Linked DNA regions of Triticum aestivum: region 1 is linked to region 2. Evidence: chromatin contacts called from public Hi-C data. All regions are on one chromosome and are shown on one strand. The core of a region is the stretch at or near the end of the contact, and the rest is flanking DNA. Distances in the headings are between cores, read along the strand shown.

Region 1 (3,667 bases), core at 256-2,755, 280 kb after region 2:
TAGATTCTCCCATGGGAAGGTGTATGGTGAGAAGCGATTTGTGGCACGCATATTTGTGGCCATCAGATTGTCTCGTGGTTTACTTTTTGCATGCGCTTTAGCCCTTAATTACCTTTGATGAGGTCGATGCTTGCAACTTTTTGTATCTTTTGGTAGCTCCACAATCCCTCCTCTGATATTTTTATTTTTGACTTTCAAATTTCAATCCATTATATATTTTAACCAAAATATTAATTTATAGTTCATTTGCATATTTGTTTTCCTTGTGGCAAGGGCTTTGAAACATGATCACTTTTTAAATACCTTTGACAACTTTTCAAAACTTAACAAGTTTCAACTACTAAAACTTATCGAATGATAAATTCACCAAGTTTCAGATACTAGAATTTAACCCCGCAACCTTAAAACCCTAAACCCTAACCCACAAGCCTTAAACCCTAAACCATAAAAGCAAATGAAACTTGATAAGAACATCTATAGCAGGACTCCTTAAATTGACCAGGCGGACGTAGGGACCACTAGCTGGACATGAGAGAGAAGCAAAAAATTGATCCAACCGGACCCCTCAAAGCCTCCTTAAATGTTCGAGCTGTCCGGCAACCCTCATATTCATCTCATATATGAGATGAGTATGCGGAGTGCCTGGGTTTGTCCGTCAGTGGTTCTACGTTCGTCACATAGGATTGGGCCCGCCATAGAGCATCTTTTTTCTTTCCTTATTATTTATTTTCTTTCTCTCTCTCCTTCTCCAACAATCACATACCGGTGACAGGACATATAAGAACAAAAGTGATGGACATGGCTGCGTGAACGAAAAAATAGGAAGCCAAAGTGGACAAGCCCAGACGCTAACCGGGCGCGTCCGCCGACGTTTGAGGGGCCAAATTTGTTCAGTCCGGCTATAGATGCTCTAAAACTTTACGAAACCTAGTAAGACTTAATATTGCAACTACCAAGTATTGACATTTGAAACTTGGCAAAAGAATTAATGTTCTCAAAATGTTTTTAGGTTTTATCTTGTTTGAAAGTCCTCGTGGCAAGGAACACGAATATGCAAACGAAATATAAATTGGACTTTCGGTTCTATAGTAGATTCAAATTTAAAGATGAAACGAAATATAAGTTGAACATTCAGTTCAAAAGATATAGTGGATGGGTATGCAACCTTGTCAAAAGCTGCCAAAAGCATGCATGGATAATAAGTAATGAATGAGGAGCTATTTTTCTTGCTGTAAAAAGGATAAGAGAAGGCTGCTATGACATAACGAAACAGTCAGTTTCCAACAATAGTTTGTGTTTGCCAACGAACCCAAAAAAAAAACATGAAAGCCACATACATGGCAGAAGAGTCAATCTGCCATAAGTTGACAGTTCAGCATTCTTTTTTCTTTTGAATTACTTGCAATCGCAACAGTTCAATTCTAGTTTATCCCACGTCTATCATTCTCCAGCCTGCTTAAAACCCTTCTCCGTTTGCAAGCTTATTCCATTCCGCCCCCTTGCAAGACATCTCTCCCTCGCGTCTTCTTTCCTCTCAACCGTCGCGACGACGCGTGCGGCCGGCAGGTTCCTAGTGCCGGTAGCCGTAGTCCTCGCCCGCGCGTAGATAGCCGCGGGAGAGTCGAGATCCTCAGGTTTCCATCTCCCTCCATTCCCAGGTGAGTCCGAATTCTCGCTACGCTCGCTGAATATGACATGCCCATGCGTGGTTAGTGATTTCTCTTATCAGGACATAAGTCCCGCGTTTAGCTTTCTTGCGACCCAATTGCCCGGTAATGCTGTAAGAAGCATCGATCGTTTCGTTTTCCTGCGTTTCTTCGCATTTGTTGAACATGTTATTAGTTTGGGAAGCCGAATGTATCGCTGATTCGATTCGATTCGATCGACTTGTGCATGCCTTGACCTAAGTCAGTGTTTATTTGCGGAAGGAAGAGATCAAGAGGGAACGATTCCTGGTGGTCGTCGTCACGAACGTGTTTGCAGAAGGAAAAAGGGGAGTTCCGAGACGTGCTTCCCATATCATCTTCCAAATGTTCTATCCTAGTATTTGGGTATTTTCCGCCAGACCTAGGATTGCTCTTCTCTTCTTCTGTCGAAATGATTTGTTTTTTTGTCTCTAGATATATAAGTAGTTAGCTACAACTACGTCTATACTGTAGCACATTTTAAAAGGCAGTACACGCGGTTATCCGGCCAGCACTGCGCTGTCGTTCAAACCAAAACCATCAGTCCATTGCACCGGGTCTCCAGTCTGCTTCACAGATTATAATATCATGCTGGCGTGACATTGTACTACTGAATCACAGCTTAATTACTGTCTCCAACCCATCGATAACGACATTCGCTGACCATGTACTACTTCCTTTGTTGATTCCAGGCAAGAAGTCAGCGACTCCTCTCATACTGGCCGAGTCTACGTACCGTCGGCGCGTTCGGCCGGTGGCAATGGCGTCGTCACCACCGTACCGGTTCCCCGCACTCTGCGAGGAGGAGCCCGCGCGACGCTCCGCCAGGCAGTCATGCGGGACATGCGGCGCGTCGGCCGTGGCCAACTGCGTGGCACTGTGCTGCTGCCCGTGCGCCGTGGTGAGCTGCTTCACGCTGGCGCTCGTCAAGGCGCCCTACGTGGCCGGCCGGCGATGGGTCAGGCGCGCCAAGACGCGGCGTATCAGCAGGGGCGTGCTGCGGAAGACGAGGCGCGTCCGGGACCTGGACGACCAGCTGTACCAGGTGGAGGGGCTGGGCGGCAGTGGCGGCGCCGCGCGGGCGAGCAAGGAGGGGGACTGGGGCGGGATGAGCCGGACTGCCGCCTCGGGTTGGTGGGAGAACACCAATGATGTAAATTTGCTCGGGGATGGCAGGATGAGGGTGAGCGTGACGGAGAAGGCGTGGATGGAGATGTACGACGTCGGCCACTGGGGCTTCGGCCGGCTGTCCTTCTCGCGGGCCAGAGAGGCCGCGCCCGCCGTGCAGGTGGTCAGGGACGACCGAGAGCCCCAAGAGGATGGCACTGTTGCTGCGGGGCGGTGACAGAGTTCGTGCGGCATGCCACGCCTTGCTAATTGTTTTGTGCTATAAGCTTTGTTGCACGCGGTGAGATTGTGTGTGGTTTGTACGGAAATACGGAATGGACAGCTTGTTGGTGATCGACAAGAACCGCTATTTGAAGAGGAAATAAACCCTGAGATTGTAGAGGCGGACGCAAATAAACCCTCACCTTCAAATCCCTGAAGTCTGTACCCTGACCTCTCTAATCCCGGTCTATCTGAACCCTAGATACGTTTGGCACACCGGGAAAAGCACAATCCTGGCCAGGATCTCGCTTCTCTCATTGGCGTACGTGTACGCGTACTTGCAGACGCACGTGAGGATCGCTTACCTACACGCGCACTGCTGGCGACGTCGTGGCCGTGTCCTTCCCAGTCTCTGCTGCATTGGCCCGGCACTTGCACCCCAGCAGAGGCCATTCCCAGCAGTGCGCCCAGCTTGAGCACAGGAGAGTAGCACAAGATGGCAGCCACCAGACGACGACCATAGACCCAGAGTCTGGCAGTCAATACATGGCGACGTTCTTCTTGTTTGAGGCCAAGCTAGTGCAGGAGCTCCAGGCACGGTTGCAAATGGAGGGCCTTCTGATTATTTTGCTCACTATTGTGTTGTTGTGCAT
Region 2 (3,877 bases), core at 42-2,541:
GCATATATTCCAGGGAACGACAAGCACCCTTCTTCATAGACTGACAATCGCTTTGAGAACTTGTAAACTACTGGGTTGACAAGGACAATTTCCTCTCCTTCCCCTTTCACCCCAGCTGGGTTGAATACCATGAGCTGCACGTTCACTCCAACTTGTGGTGCCGAGAGACCAATGCCATCAGTCCTGTAGCATGAAACCAGGTCAATCCTTTCTAAAAACAGCGGAGAGGCCTATGAGGTTATGACGGGATATTTGCACCCACTAGAATATGACTAAGGCATTTCAGGTCCACCATAAGTAAATGAGTAATATGACATATAGCCCAGATAAAAAAAAATATTAACTATAGCAGTAGCACCATGTGCACTCATGCACAACTACCTGACCATTCCAGGGCTCAGAGCCTCAGATAGCCTCATGAGTATAAATGACACCTCAATTTGCTAATTTGACAAGAGCAATGCATATAAAATACTAGAGAACGTAGGAGATGTGCACACATGTGCATCTCTTGTCTATCGGTTGATAGTGTCAAGGTCCCTAACCACCTAGCGACTCTGGGGGTGTATGGAAAGTCAGTGTATACAGGAAGAGGCAAAAATCAGAGCACTATATGGACTTCTACAAGCCAGTGGTGCTCAAATTAACGATACCGTGCATATATTTAGTAAAGAAAGTGGCACGGCAACCTCATGTGCATTTCATCAAACAGCTCCGGTGCGCACAGCAGAGGCAAGGTAAAAGGCACATGGCTTTACGTCCAGACTCACTTGTACATGACATCAAACATCTCGTCCGCGAGGGAGCGAAGGTTGTCGTCGAAGGTGTTGATGCGCTTGTTGCGTGCGCGCAGGACGGGGTCGGGGTACTGCACTACCTTGAGCGGCTGGTCGAACCGCAGGTCCGCAGCTACACCGTGCAATAACAACAACGTAGTAAGAGAATTAGAGATATAAGCTACAATCCGAGTAACGAAGAGTTCCTGGAAGCGGCTGCTAACCTGTGGCAAAGTCGTCATCCTCGTTGGGCGGGGCGGCGGCCATGGAGGAGCCGAACCCGCGGCGCGTGCGGGCGGCGAGCGGCGTAGCCGGGCCGGTGCGTCGTAGGGGAAGGGTCCTGGGGTGGGTAGCGAGGAGGGGGCGAGAGGAGAAGGACGCGAAGGCGCGGAAGCGGGGGCAGAGGCGAAGGTGGAAGCACGCGGTCGCCATGGTAGTGGCCTGTCCCTTCTCGTGGCCTGGTTCGATTTTTTTTCCCCGTTGGAGAGTTGTGCGGGCACCACAAGGTCGACGTGATCCGATTGCATTCAAAGAAAAAGGTCGACGTGATCGGACGGCTGTAGCCCGTCCAGTTATTTTATATCTGAAAAATACGACCTGTTGCTTGTTTTTCCCTACGACTAAAACTCCTGTTTTTATATATGCGGCTAAAGAGGGCTGGGCGTTCGGTTCCCCCGAACCGATCGGATCGGTTCCTCGGTCAATTCAAAATTTCGGTTTTGGCAAAGCACAGACCGATCGGTCAGTAGAATATTAGCTAACTGATGATTCTCTGCACCGAAATTTCGGTTTGGTCGTCGGTTCTACCGAACAGCACCGAGTAAATAACAGACGGAATCACTACCTCTATTCTGATGAATGTACAGTACACATACTAGCAGCAGGAGCATCTATACTTTTATTCTGTGCAGTGCTTATAGGTCTGTGTACTAGCTACTAGTAGCCACTACTGCTATTGATTCTCCCGAGCAAAACTTTACTCTATAAAATTAGCGGTGGCAGCTCCTTTAGTCAAGGGGACCTATAAACCAGGACGGAGGTAGTACCCCAGAGAAGTACTACTACTAGTACTTTGTCTTTTAGACAAAATATATAGCGACGGTGGCTCACTGTGGTACTACTCAGGTTCGCCTCTTCCTGATGCGGCCGTTGGACTCAGTGCACTCGAGAAGTGGAAAGAGCACTTGAGTACAGCAACAGACGTGCAGGTCGGACCCCTATGTTTTCTCGGGTTTCGGTCTATTCGGTTACCCCAGCAATAAACCCGAATTCACCGGACAAAATTCGGTTTTCATCAAATGGCAACCGGACATACAACCGAAGTTCCCGGTTTCGGTGAATTCGGCTTCGGTGCCGGTTAATTCGGTTCGGGACATCGGTTTTCGGTTTATATGCCCAGCCCTAGCTAAAGAGGATAGCACAATTGTCTCTGTTTATCACCTGACAGGAGCCCATCTCATAGACATGTAGGATCTGATTGATTGCAGCGATGCTCTCCGGGTTGGCTTCGAACAGGAGAAGTGAGTCCACGAACAGTAGATGACTTGATGTGTTCATTTTGTTCCGCCTGAAGTAGTATAATGTGAAGATATACGGTGATATTGGATCACCCTGTCGCAGCCCACGGCCTCGGATCACTTGTTCAGTGCATGACTCGTTCACCTTAAATCGGAATCTGACTGTCCTTATGCACATACTGATGAGTTTGATAAAACCTTGCGCAAACCCAACCTACTTCATGACCTTCTCGAGAAAACCCCACTCGACACGATTGTATGCCTTGCTCATATATAACTTGAGGGCTGCAAAGCTTGTGCTCCCCGACCTTTTCCTCTTGAAGAAGCGGGTCATCTCATATGTCAAGATCGTGTTATCTGATATCAATCTCCCGGGCACAAAGGCACTCTGATTAGGTGAAATAATATCTTCCAATATAGTTTTCAACCGGTTGGCCAAGGCCTTGGACACGAGCTTGTACACTACATTGCAAAGGCTAATTGGGCGTAAATCTTTCAGAGTCTCTGGATTTTGTACCTTTGGGATTAACACTGCCAGAGTGTCGTTCCATCCCTCCGACATGTTGCCGCCTCGCAATACATGCAAAACCTCTGGCATCACAGAATCACCAACCAAACTCCAGTAATGCTGATAGAAAAGTGTTGGAAGCCCATCCATACCCGGGGCCTTAAGATCGCCAATACTATCCAATGCTTACTTTCTTGGGGAACGTTTCATGGAAAACAAAAAAAATCTATGCACACGCAAGATCTATCCATGGAGATGCATAACTACGAGAGGGGAAGAGTATCTTCATACCCTTTAAGATTGCTAAGCGAAGCGTTTATCAACGTGGTTGGTGTAGTCATATACCTTCACGATCTGTCCCAATGAAGTATCAAGTGTATGGCACCTCTGCATTCAGCACACGTTCAACTCGATGACGTCCTCGCCTTCTTGATCCAGCAAGAGAGGCGAAGTAGTAGATGAGTTCCGGCAGCACGACGGCATGGTGATGGTGGTGGTGAAGAACAATCTCCGCAGGGCTTCGCCAAGCACAACGGAAACTATGACGGAGGATAAACTGGAGGGGGCGGGGTTGCCGTCACACGGCATGGTGAATCTTCATGTGTTCTAGGGGCTAGCCCTGCTCCTCTATTTATATATTGAGCCCTGGGGTAGTTTCTTGGAGAAAGAGCCTCCTCAAAGTTGGTTTGGAACGCAAGGAAGAGTCCTTCTCGGTTTCCAGTACCATACGCCACGGTCCTCGGCGTCTGGCCCAGGGCCGGACGCCATGGTCCCTGGCGTCTGGTCCCTGACCTCCGCAAAACTTCCTTTTGCACTGACCTAAAGCCCCGTGGGGCTTACTCCTTGCCCTAACCATATCATCCTATATATCAATCTTTACCTCCGGACCATTCCTGAGCTCCTTGTCATGTCCGTGATCTCATCTGGGACTCTGACAACATTCACTCACAAACATACATAACTCATATAATACTATATCGTTAACGAACATTAAGCGTACGGACCCTACGGGTTCAAGAATGATGTAGACATGACCGAGACGCTTCTCTGGTCAATAACCAATAGCGTGACCTGGA

Evidence for each region. Hi-C and Micro-C count contacts between places; a contact is called where the count stands out from the background.
Region 1: a Hi-C map of leaf shows a contact between it and region 2, with 7 times the contacts expected there. The contact joins the promoter of LOC123065465 here to the promoter of LOC123070194 in region 2. A contact is called at or near these places in 2 of 5 Hi-C or Micro-C datasets (both in leaf).

What each region holds. Positions count from the first base shown.
Region 1 is chr3B:429,766,945-429,770,611 of IWGSC CS RefSeq v2.1, forward strand. LOC123065465 reads left to right here and starts at 1,506. Exons shown (of 1, transcript XM_044488736.1): 1 at 1,506-3,173. The coding sequence starts at 2,446. The coding sequence ends at 3,030.
Region 2 is chr3B:429,490,823-429,494,699 of IWGSC CS RefSeq v2.1, forward strand. It overlaps LOC123070194 (peptide deformylase 1B, chloroplastic), which reads right to left and starts at 1,292. Exons shown (of 7, transcript XM_044493265.1): 1 at 1,001-1,292; 2 at 771-909; 3 at 1-183. The coding sequence starts at 1,208.